Regions from separate parts of the Gossypium hirsutum genome. Here region 1 is linked to region 2. The links are chromatin contacts, called in public Hi-C maps. All regions are on one chromosome and are shown on one strand. The core of a region is the stretch at or near the end of the contact, and the rest is flanking DNA. Distances in the headings are between cores, read along the strand shown. Region 1 holds the start of LOC107888868 (long chain acyl-CoA synthetase 6, peroxisomal). Region 2 has its middle 25 kb from the start of LOC121206789.

Region 1 (4,331 bases), core at 1,648-4,147, 86 kb before region 2:
TAAAATCTAGAATATTTTGAGAGTAGAAGGAGATTGTTGGAACATTTTCAAAATATATATAATGTTCTGATTGTTGCAAATGAAAAGTTATAAGTAACAAAAAGTTATATCGTTTGATTATTAACCAAAAGTTATCTTATTTCATAATGATGGGTAATGTCTCTTGAATTCAAAAATTATATTACTTGATTTTAACAATGAATCATGATTATTAAATGAGATATATATTGAATTATTATGTTTATTATTAAAAGATGTGATTATCCATTTAGATAGTTGTATTTCTGCGAAAAGACATGAGGACTCCTATAAATAGGAGTCAAATTTTATTTGTTTGACACATCAAAAAAAAATTTTATTCTCCTACAGACCAAAATAATATAGTGGGGATGAATAGAACCTTAAAGGGGCTTTAATACACGCCTTGAAACCTTCTTTAATTTCTTATAAGTTTATTTTTATCCCAAATACCAACATTTCAAATCATGCATGCACCATTGAAGGGTTGAACTTACAGGATTCAAAGTCTGAGGCACGCAAAATACGGCTTTTAGTTCCGCATGATTTATGATGTACTTGACAGCACCTGGACCTGCAGAGAAACATGATTTTCGACATAGCATCTTAGCAATAGGCCAAGTTGGACAAATATTGAATCGAAAAGGAAAGCATTTGGGGCAGTGGCAAACCTAGAGTGTCATATAAAGGAACTGATATAAGGGAATACGCAGAGCAAGCATGATCAACAATGATCCATTCTGGTCTATTGATGAAATATAATCCAATACAAGAGCCCTGTCATTATAAAAGCAAAACTTGAGGTGTTAGTGTCGGATACAGATATGTTCAGATTTTTTTATGTTTTTCCATGTGTGTCAAAGGTCAGAGAGAGATACTTCAATAAAAGATGAATGAGTTTGAATGACAGAGTGATGCACATATGTTCAACTGGTAATATAAACATATAATTACTACTGAAAAACCACTCTACCTTTAGTATTCCATGATGTATTAGGCCGCAACCAATGGCTGTTCGAGCTGTAGCAGCTTCTCGGTATGTCATCCACTTATACCTTGATGAATAGAACATAAAAATGAAAGCAAATGAGAACTTTGACAACAAAATGTGACCTTCATTTTGTCAAAAGGAAACATACTCTCCAACCGTTCCATCGACTCGAATTCTTGTACCGAGATAATTGTTATCTCCAAAGAAATCAACGGCGAGTCTAAATAAATAATAATAATCAGTAAGTGAAGAAACCATCGGATGTACTTCAAAATGAAATAGATGATAAAGCATTGATGCATTGGACAATAGCCACACACTATCTAAAAGAAGATGCTTACAAAAAATTGTCGTGCAATGTACCAATATCAGGATGATTGGGAAATCGCGATACTAGCTTCAACGGAGAGCGAGCAGATCTGCCATAAGGCATAAAGTTGAAAAATAAGACAACAGCCGAACAAAGATGGGTTAAGGCAGAGACCAAAAAGAAGAATAAAGGATAGTAGCAGAGTGTTACCTGTATACATTCCATTTTCCTGTCTGCAATTTCTCTGGCAGCACAACACTGTAATTCTGTTCTGCTCAAAGATCAATTTCAATTTCAATTTCAATTTCAATATCAATATCAATATATGTTAGTTAATCACAGAAAAAATTAGCAATAGATGGCAGCTTCTGAATGATAAATCAGATGAATTGGCTATCAGCCGCTAACATCTCTTCCTCTGCCTCAAAATACATGGTCACTTCCTACAAACAAGCTCTTTTTCACATAAACATGCAACCATTACTTCAAATTCAAACTCAAACCATAGTTTTACCCTCTAGAATTAGTTCAATAAAGACACCAGTAACCCTTCAAACCAATTATTATTTCCCCAGTGACCGATCTACAAGAATGATCGAAATACTTATGATACAAATTAAATCCAACCAAAATACTTATTGGTCTCTATCTGAAAGACAGTCCTCAAAATCCTACAATCGAAAGGTCTTAATGAACTGTCAAGTTCATGCTTCTTATGCATAATTGCCAGATTTATCTGAAAGACAGTCCTCAAAATCCTACAATCGAAAGGTCTTAATGAACTGTCAAGTTCATGCTTCTTATGCATAATTGCCAGATTTTATTTTAAGAAGAATCTTTTCCAGTTTCTACATCATAATAAGATAGACCAATGAAAAAAGAACAATCAATCAAGACCATCCCAGACCCAGGATATAAATTTATAGTACCGATAAAAAGATGTTACTTTTTTAATGGAAGGGAATATTAAGCCTAAAGCAACCTCCCAAAGCAGAGAAAGCAATTTTCATCTGAAACGTACCAGAGAGGAACTCAGCAGCGGTTGGGGAAGAGCGGAGGTGGGAATGAGAAAAGGCGGAGTCAACGACTGAGACAAGGTGGGCATGAATGGAGTTAAGTCGACGTTGAGCTGTGGTGGAATCCATTGAGGTGAATCCTTTCCCGTTTTCTGGTATGGCGCGTTTGGATTTTAATGATGACATTATAAGAGTTCGTTACGGTTTTTAGATAAGAGCTATCCTTTTGCGTTTTCTACTTTTCCATCTGAAACGGGATGAAAGAAAATATGGCTCAAATGAATAAAGAATGGAAAGGGACACTTTTGTCTTTATATTGTGTCTAATTTTCATCATCTCACTAACCAACTTCTAACTCAGATTATGTCATCTAGTAGTGAAAATGCGACACCCATAGTATCAGCTAGCAACAAGTCAAGAATACATTGTGGCACCCGATCAAACACACAAAGCCCCAATCAATCGGCAACAGAATTCTTCTCCCTTGGTACTACTCAAGAGTCCATGCCCACTCGCTACCCAATGCATCCTAATAATCTTCAACCAAAAAGACATTTAGTTTTGTTTACAAAGATGTTATTTCTTTTCACTCACATTATAGTTGTGCTGCTATCATATAGTGATTATTATTATCTTCATTCATATTATAATTGCATTCATGATTTTTATTTTAGATACATAAATCTCATACATTATCAAAAAAAAAGTAATATTTTATTATTAAATATAAAAAAATATAGCAAACTTATATATAAATTCTACCAACTTTATTTAAATATAATTAGATACTATTTATAATATTATATTTTTTCTCTCACAAAATCATAAGATCTTTAAACTCTAAAAATAATAAAATAATGGTTATAATTAACATTTAATTTATGTTTTAGGATTTTGTTCCACCTTAGATTTATGTAATAATCATATATCAAATATTATTCCTTTAATATAAAAAATATATTTATACAAATTTAAATATATATTTATTGTATTTATATTATTATTTAAACTCTTAATTAAATTAAAATCATGAATCAACCGAATATCAATTTAATTAAAATACAACTAAAAGTAATCTTACTTTTCACAAAATAAAATACATTATTATGAAAGTATTTTATATATTTTTATAAAAAAAACTAATATATATGGTAAGATTTGACCATAAAAATACATAAATTTTAAACCTTCAATTTTACAATTTTAACTAAAACTTTGGATACTTTTTAAATAGTATTTTACATAATTTTATAAAAATCATGTCAAATGTCCCAGTTGTCAGTTATTTATTGCATGTTTGGTGTCAACACAATAAATGCTTCTTGTCTTCACGTCCAAATGTTGATAAGTTGAAAGCTTGTGAGCTTGGCTTCCTTTTTAATGTCCATGTTTAATTTTCGTTCGAGTTAGGTTGGCCTGATAAAGGTTTAATTTCGTCCTTAATCTTTGCGTTTGCTGTTATAAGAGGAATTAAAAATTTTACTCTGAAACTAATTAGCTTTATACAATGTTATATACAATTAATACCATTGCTTCATTTACACTCATTTAATTTTTAATTGATTATGTATATATATATATGTGTGTGATCTTGATACCAAATAAGTAATAAATCAACGTTTTTAATATACTTGATTGAATTGCAGTTGAGTTCGCAATAATAGAAATGAATTTTATTGTGAAAAAAAAAATTGAATTATGAGTAAATATAGATATGACTTTTCCAATGACTAAAATGAATCCAACAATCATAATTTTTTCTATATAAATTCTTCTAAACTTCATTCTTTTTAACTCAATACTCAATACTCATTCCTCAATTTTTAATTTTCAATTCTCAATCATCAATCCTCGATTATTTCTTTAATTCTTTTTCTGAATTTTATTCTCTTCGATCTTATTTTATTCCTTATAATTTTTAAATGACAAATCAACATATTCGTTTAGATGACAAGCATATCTCTAACGTTCAATGACAGATGGTAAGAAAATATTA
Region 2 (4,760 bases), core at 1,874-4,373:
GATGAAGTTGCAGTAGTTGCAGTAGAGCAGATTGAAGCTACAAGTTACAAATCTCATATCTCTGAGGTTGAAGTGGGGTAGATTAAAACTACAAGTCTTATTTCTTTGAAGTTGCAGTGGTGTGGATTGAAGCAATAAGATGCAGTGAACTTGAATGAAGCTACTTGAAAAGAGAAGCACCAAAAGAAGTCAAGACTCAGCGAGGCCGGACAAAATTGGTCTTCCTTAAAAGTCTTTGTTCTATTATCGTTACACGACAACGAGCAAAGAGGGGCAGCTGTACAGCCCAATTTTGGCCCGGGCTAAAACAATCCCAAACAAGCCCAACTAAACCATCAACCCAAACTAAACCCAATCCCAAACAGCCCAATATGGCCCAAAATGCAAAAAAAAAAACCGCTAACCTATAACCTAAATAATATTCAAAAAAAAAAGAAAAAACCCTAGCTAGCCGCCGCCCCTACTCCCTAGCCTCTGCCACTGCCTTTGTCACGTCGGCCACTGCCTCCACTGTTGGCACCGCCCAAGTTGCACCTGCAAAAGAAAATAGAAAAGACGGATAATAAAAAATAATATGTAAATGGCTTTAAAAAGCCAAGAACCAAATGTAAAATGAGGTTTTTTTACAATCAATAAAAACAAGAGAGAACTTAAAAAAGAAACATCTAATAACAGCAAAAAAAGAAAAAAAAACAGAATTCCAAATGTAGTTTCATTCCTTTTTTTCTTTTTTCCTTCTTTTCTTTTTTTTTTCTTTTCGAAATATTTTACATATATATTATAATAATAAAACAAAGAAAAACTTACCTTTTTTTATTACTGAAGAAGAGAATTTTTTGAGTTTTTTGGTCGCCGTAGACGGTAGCACTGTTGCCTGCTATCGGCGGCAAGCGCAGCGGTGCATGGCCGGAGCTTGACCGAAAGGGAGAGACACTTGAAAGAGAAGAGAGAGCTTTTTTAGATTTTGTTTTAAAAAAAAACAAGGGCTAAATGATTTTTTTTTCTAAAACTCGACTTATATTGGCCCCCAAAACGACGTCGTTTTGGGACTGGCCTTTGAATGCTCAAAACGATGTTGATTTACCCATTACCGATCCGACCCGACTCGTTCCAAGTTAGGATCCACGTGTTTTTTTAAAAGGGTTAATTGCATTTTAGCCCCTCCGCTTTTTTATGGTTTTGCAATCAAGTTTTTTTTTTAATTTTAATTTTTGCCCTTTAATTTATTTCGTTTCCAATTTAGTCCACTTCGAAGCTGTGCGTTTTGGGGGGAAAGGAAAATTTCCCTTTTGGTCCCTCCTTATTATTCGTGCGTTCAATGTAGTCCTTTTCCTTTTTATTTATTTTAGATTTGCTTCAAATTCCCGTTTTAAATTCAGTTTAATCCTTTTTAGTTATTTTGTTGTTTTATTAGTAAAATTAATTAATTAATTAATTTATTATTATTATTATTATTAACACCTTATTGTTATTCTTATTAATATATTATCATTACTATTTATTATTACCATTATTATTACTATTATTTTTATTTTTATTACTATTATCATTATTCTTATTATTAATATTATTATTATTATTATCATGCTTATTATTATTACTATTATTAAATTATTATTATTCTTTATTATTATTATTATTTCTTATTTTGTTTTATTTAATATTTTATTTTATTTTATTTTTACTTTTTTTGTTTTATTTTTATTTTATTTTACAATTAGCTTGCTTTTCATTTATTCATTTACTTTATTGTCATTTATTTTCACTTTATTATTTTCGCTCATATTATTGCATCTATTATTATGTTGTTACGCATGTTAACACCGTGATTCGTTTTCACATTTTTACTACAAAAATCGTGTTACAATAATCCTTGCTCGATATATAAAAATTCAAGATTCGAAAAGTCGTTCCCTAACTTATGGGGTTTTGATTTTCTCGATAAATCCGAAAATACGAATGTTTTTAAAGCATAAAATTTTAAATGATCTCGAGAATTATGAAAAAAATCGTGTTCTAACTTACGAAATATGATTTCTTTCTGAAACTGAGATAATCAAATATCTTTCAAAATAAATAAAATTTTCGGCGTTTATTCGCGTATAGGGAATTTAAGAGATTGTGTCCTAGCTTACGGGACATAATTCTTTTGCTCGATTAACGTGAAATATGCCATTTTTCTCAAAAAAATTTTAATTAAGCAATAATTTAACGATAGATCGTATTTTTCTTCAAAGTTCTCAATTTTCGACACTAAGACATTAATTAATCAACTGTGTACCAATTTTGGGTGTTACGATGGTGCTAATTCTTCCTCGTGCGTGATCGACTCCCGAACCTATCTTTTTGAATTTCGTAGACCAAAATCGTTGTTTAAATAAATCAAACCATTTATTAAAACAACCACTTTCATGAGGTGACCCGATCACACCTTATCAAAAAGGATTGATGGCGACTCCCATGTTTGTTTTCGTTTTAGAAATCAAGTCGACTCCGTTTTTCAAAAAAAAAAAAAGGTTTCGACATGCTCTGTTTTACCCAAAAAAGAAAAAGAAAAAGAAAATTGCTTATATGCTTTCCTTAGTTTTAAGTGGATAAGGGGGAAAATTGAAAACATATTAATTATATTGAAGAAATTGAAATGGAATGGATCTAAAAATAAGAAATCCAAGTAGAAATGGATGGAATGAAATTCTTTAAGATTCAGTGAGAGGATCTTTGTAAATGGCAACACTATCATGGCATGCTATGCTTTTTGTTAAGTTAATATTGCCTTTTAGGGCATACGTAACGTTAAAGGTTCCATGGTGATTAAAACAATGCTTTTTTTTTCTTCCATACGATATTTCTGTTCTCATCTTAAGATATGGTCTATGAAAAAAAAATCTCGTGTTGACTATGGAACCTTTTTTTTTTGAATGGATGATGTGACTGGATTTATTAATATAAATAAAATGCATAAAACAGAGTTTGGGCTAAGGTTCAGAAAAAATAAATACAAAAGAATGAAAGAAAAAACCAAAATCTACTAAGAAATTGGGCCTAGAAAGAATTAACATAACTAGCCCATCTCGTCCAAATGCAACTAAATTAAAACAAAATAAAGTCTTATCCTATACCAGCCAAATCTAATAGCTAGATACCAATATCTTTCGTCTTTTCACATCAATCAAACCAGCCATTAATGATAGCAGGCTTTCAAAATTTGAAATGAATTCTTTTCTACTACATTTTGTTTCCCAACCATTCATTTCTCCTTTCACTTAGTCCGGAGGTTCTGGCCACAAGTTCTCCAGCACTTCACGAGCTGATTCTGGGATTCCTCCTAGCAGGTAAAAACTCTCTTTTTTTTAGTGCCTCCTATGTAATAACATGAGCATCGACATTCTTTGGTTTAGGGACAAAATGAAACTCGATCTCCTGGAATCTGTCTTTTCTGCTTTGTATATCCCTTACGATGGCTCCAATGACCGATTTATCTGTACCAGTATTTTGGCATTTCTTGATGACAGTTTTTGAGTCTCCCACTATTTCGATTTTATTTAATCCCATAAAAATCCCTAAGTTGACTGCTTGTAACCTTGCATATGCTTCTGCCATGAACGAAGTTGATATCTCGGAGTGTATGACTGCCTGTGATGCAAGGATCTCCCCCTCTTCATTTCGTACGAGCAAAACCGTAGCCGATCTGGACGATTGTCGGTAGAATGCTGCGTCAAAATGGATTGCGACCCTTCCTCTACATACGTATTGGGTATTTCTAGTAGATTGAAGAGTAAGTTTTCTCTCTTTTATTGCATCCAACTCTGCAATATAGTTTCGAGTTTGCCTTGCTATTTCAGTTCCTGACATGTATCTTCTTTCATATAATAGTTGGTTTCTGCTCAACCAGAGTCAACAACAAACAACCCGAATCTGTTCAGTATTCCCTTGACCAAAGATCCAGGTAAGCCATTCCCACATACTAAGATTATTATGGCTTAATACCCATGTTAAGCTTAACTGTTCCCAGGCCTCAACTGATGTAGGGCACTGTTGAAAAATATGGATGCTGTTTTCCTCTTCTTGGCGGCACCTAGGGCATTGAGCTTTCACCACAACCCTGTTGAGCCTGAGATTGACAAGGGACAGAAAGAAGTTCCATGAGAGTCTCCATACTGTAATTTGGATTTTTGATAGGATGTATAATTTCTATAGTTTCCTATAGAAGTTTTCATTTTTGGCATGTAAATTAAAAGTATTAGGATCCAAGTTAGTCTCATGTAATAGTTTATAGGCATTCCTAACAGAGAACTCCCCTGTCAACTCCCCTCTCCATACTTGAAAATCCTCGTGCGCTGCCTCTACTAGTGGAATCTGTAAGATTTTTTCCGCTATATGCATTCGAAAGGTATTTCTGACGGCCTTTTTTTTCCAGCTTCTATTATTGACCTCTATTAAATCCGAAACTAACTTAATATCTTCATTGTTGTCACGGTTCGGAACTCTTATCTTCTTCGTTTCCTGATATCCACAAATCGTCCCAAATGGATATTTGATAACCTATCCCAACCCTCCAACATAAACCAGTTTCCAGCAGCCCTCTCGCGGACCAAACACTCTTCCAAGTGAGTGAAGGTAAGTTTCCTAACCGAGCTTTGTAGAAATTTGAATTAGGTTAATATTTTGACTTCAAAACGCGGGCTAATAGTGAATTTGGGTAATTAACAAGACGCCACCCCTGCTTTGCTAATAACGCAACATTAAACTTTGCAAGATCT

The links. Hi-C and Micro-C count contacts between places; a contact is called where the count stands out from the background.
Region 1: a Hi-C map of leaf shows a contact between it and region 2, with 3 times the contacts expected there. The contact joins the promoter of LOC107888868 here to the enhancer-like site in region 2. A contact is called at or near these places in 4 of 34 Hi-C or Micro-C datasets (callus, leaf and petal).

What each region holds. Positions count from the first base shown.
Region 1 is chrA09:51,717,862-51,722,192 of Gossypium_hirsutum_v2.1, reverse strand. LOC107888868 (long chain acyl-CoA synthetase 6, peroxisomal) reads right to left here and starts at 2,897. Exons shown (of 24, transcript XM_041076089.1): 1 at 2,681-2,897; 2 at 2,341-2,582; 3 at 1,530-1,590; 4 at 1,351-1,428; 5 at 1,158-1,229; 6 at 992-1,073; 7 at 690-795; 8 at 516-592. The coding sequence starts at 2,521.
Region 2 is chrA09:51,631,819-51,636,578 of Gossypium_hirsutum_v2.1, reverse strand. No RefSeq gene overlaps it. Among protein-coding and RNA genes, the nearest start is that of LOC121206789, 25 kb to the right of the region's middle. Within about 2 kb of position 3,123, at least 9 of the 9 cell types and tissues checked have an H3K27ac peak or open chromatin away from gene starts, as enhancers often do. A contact at or near this core is called in leaf, where this site is marked.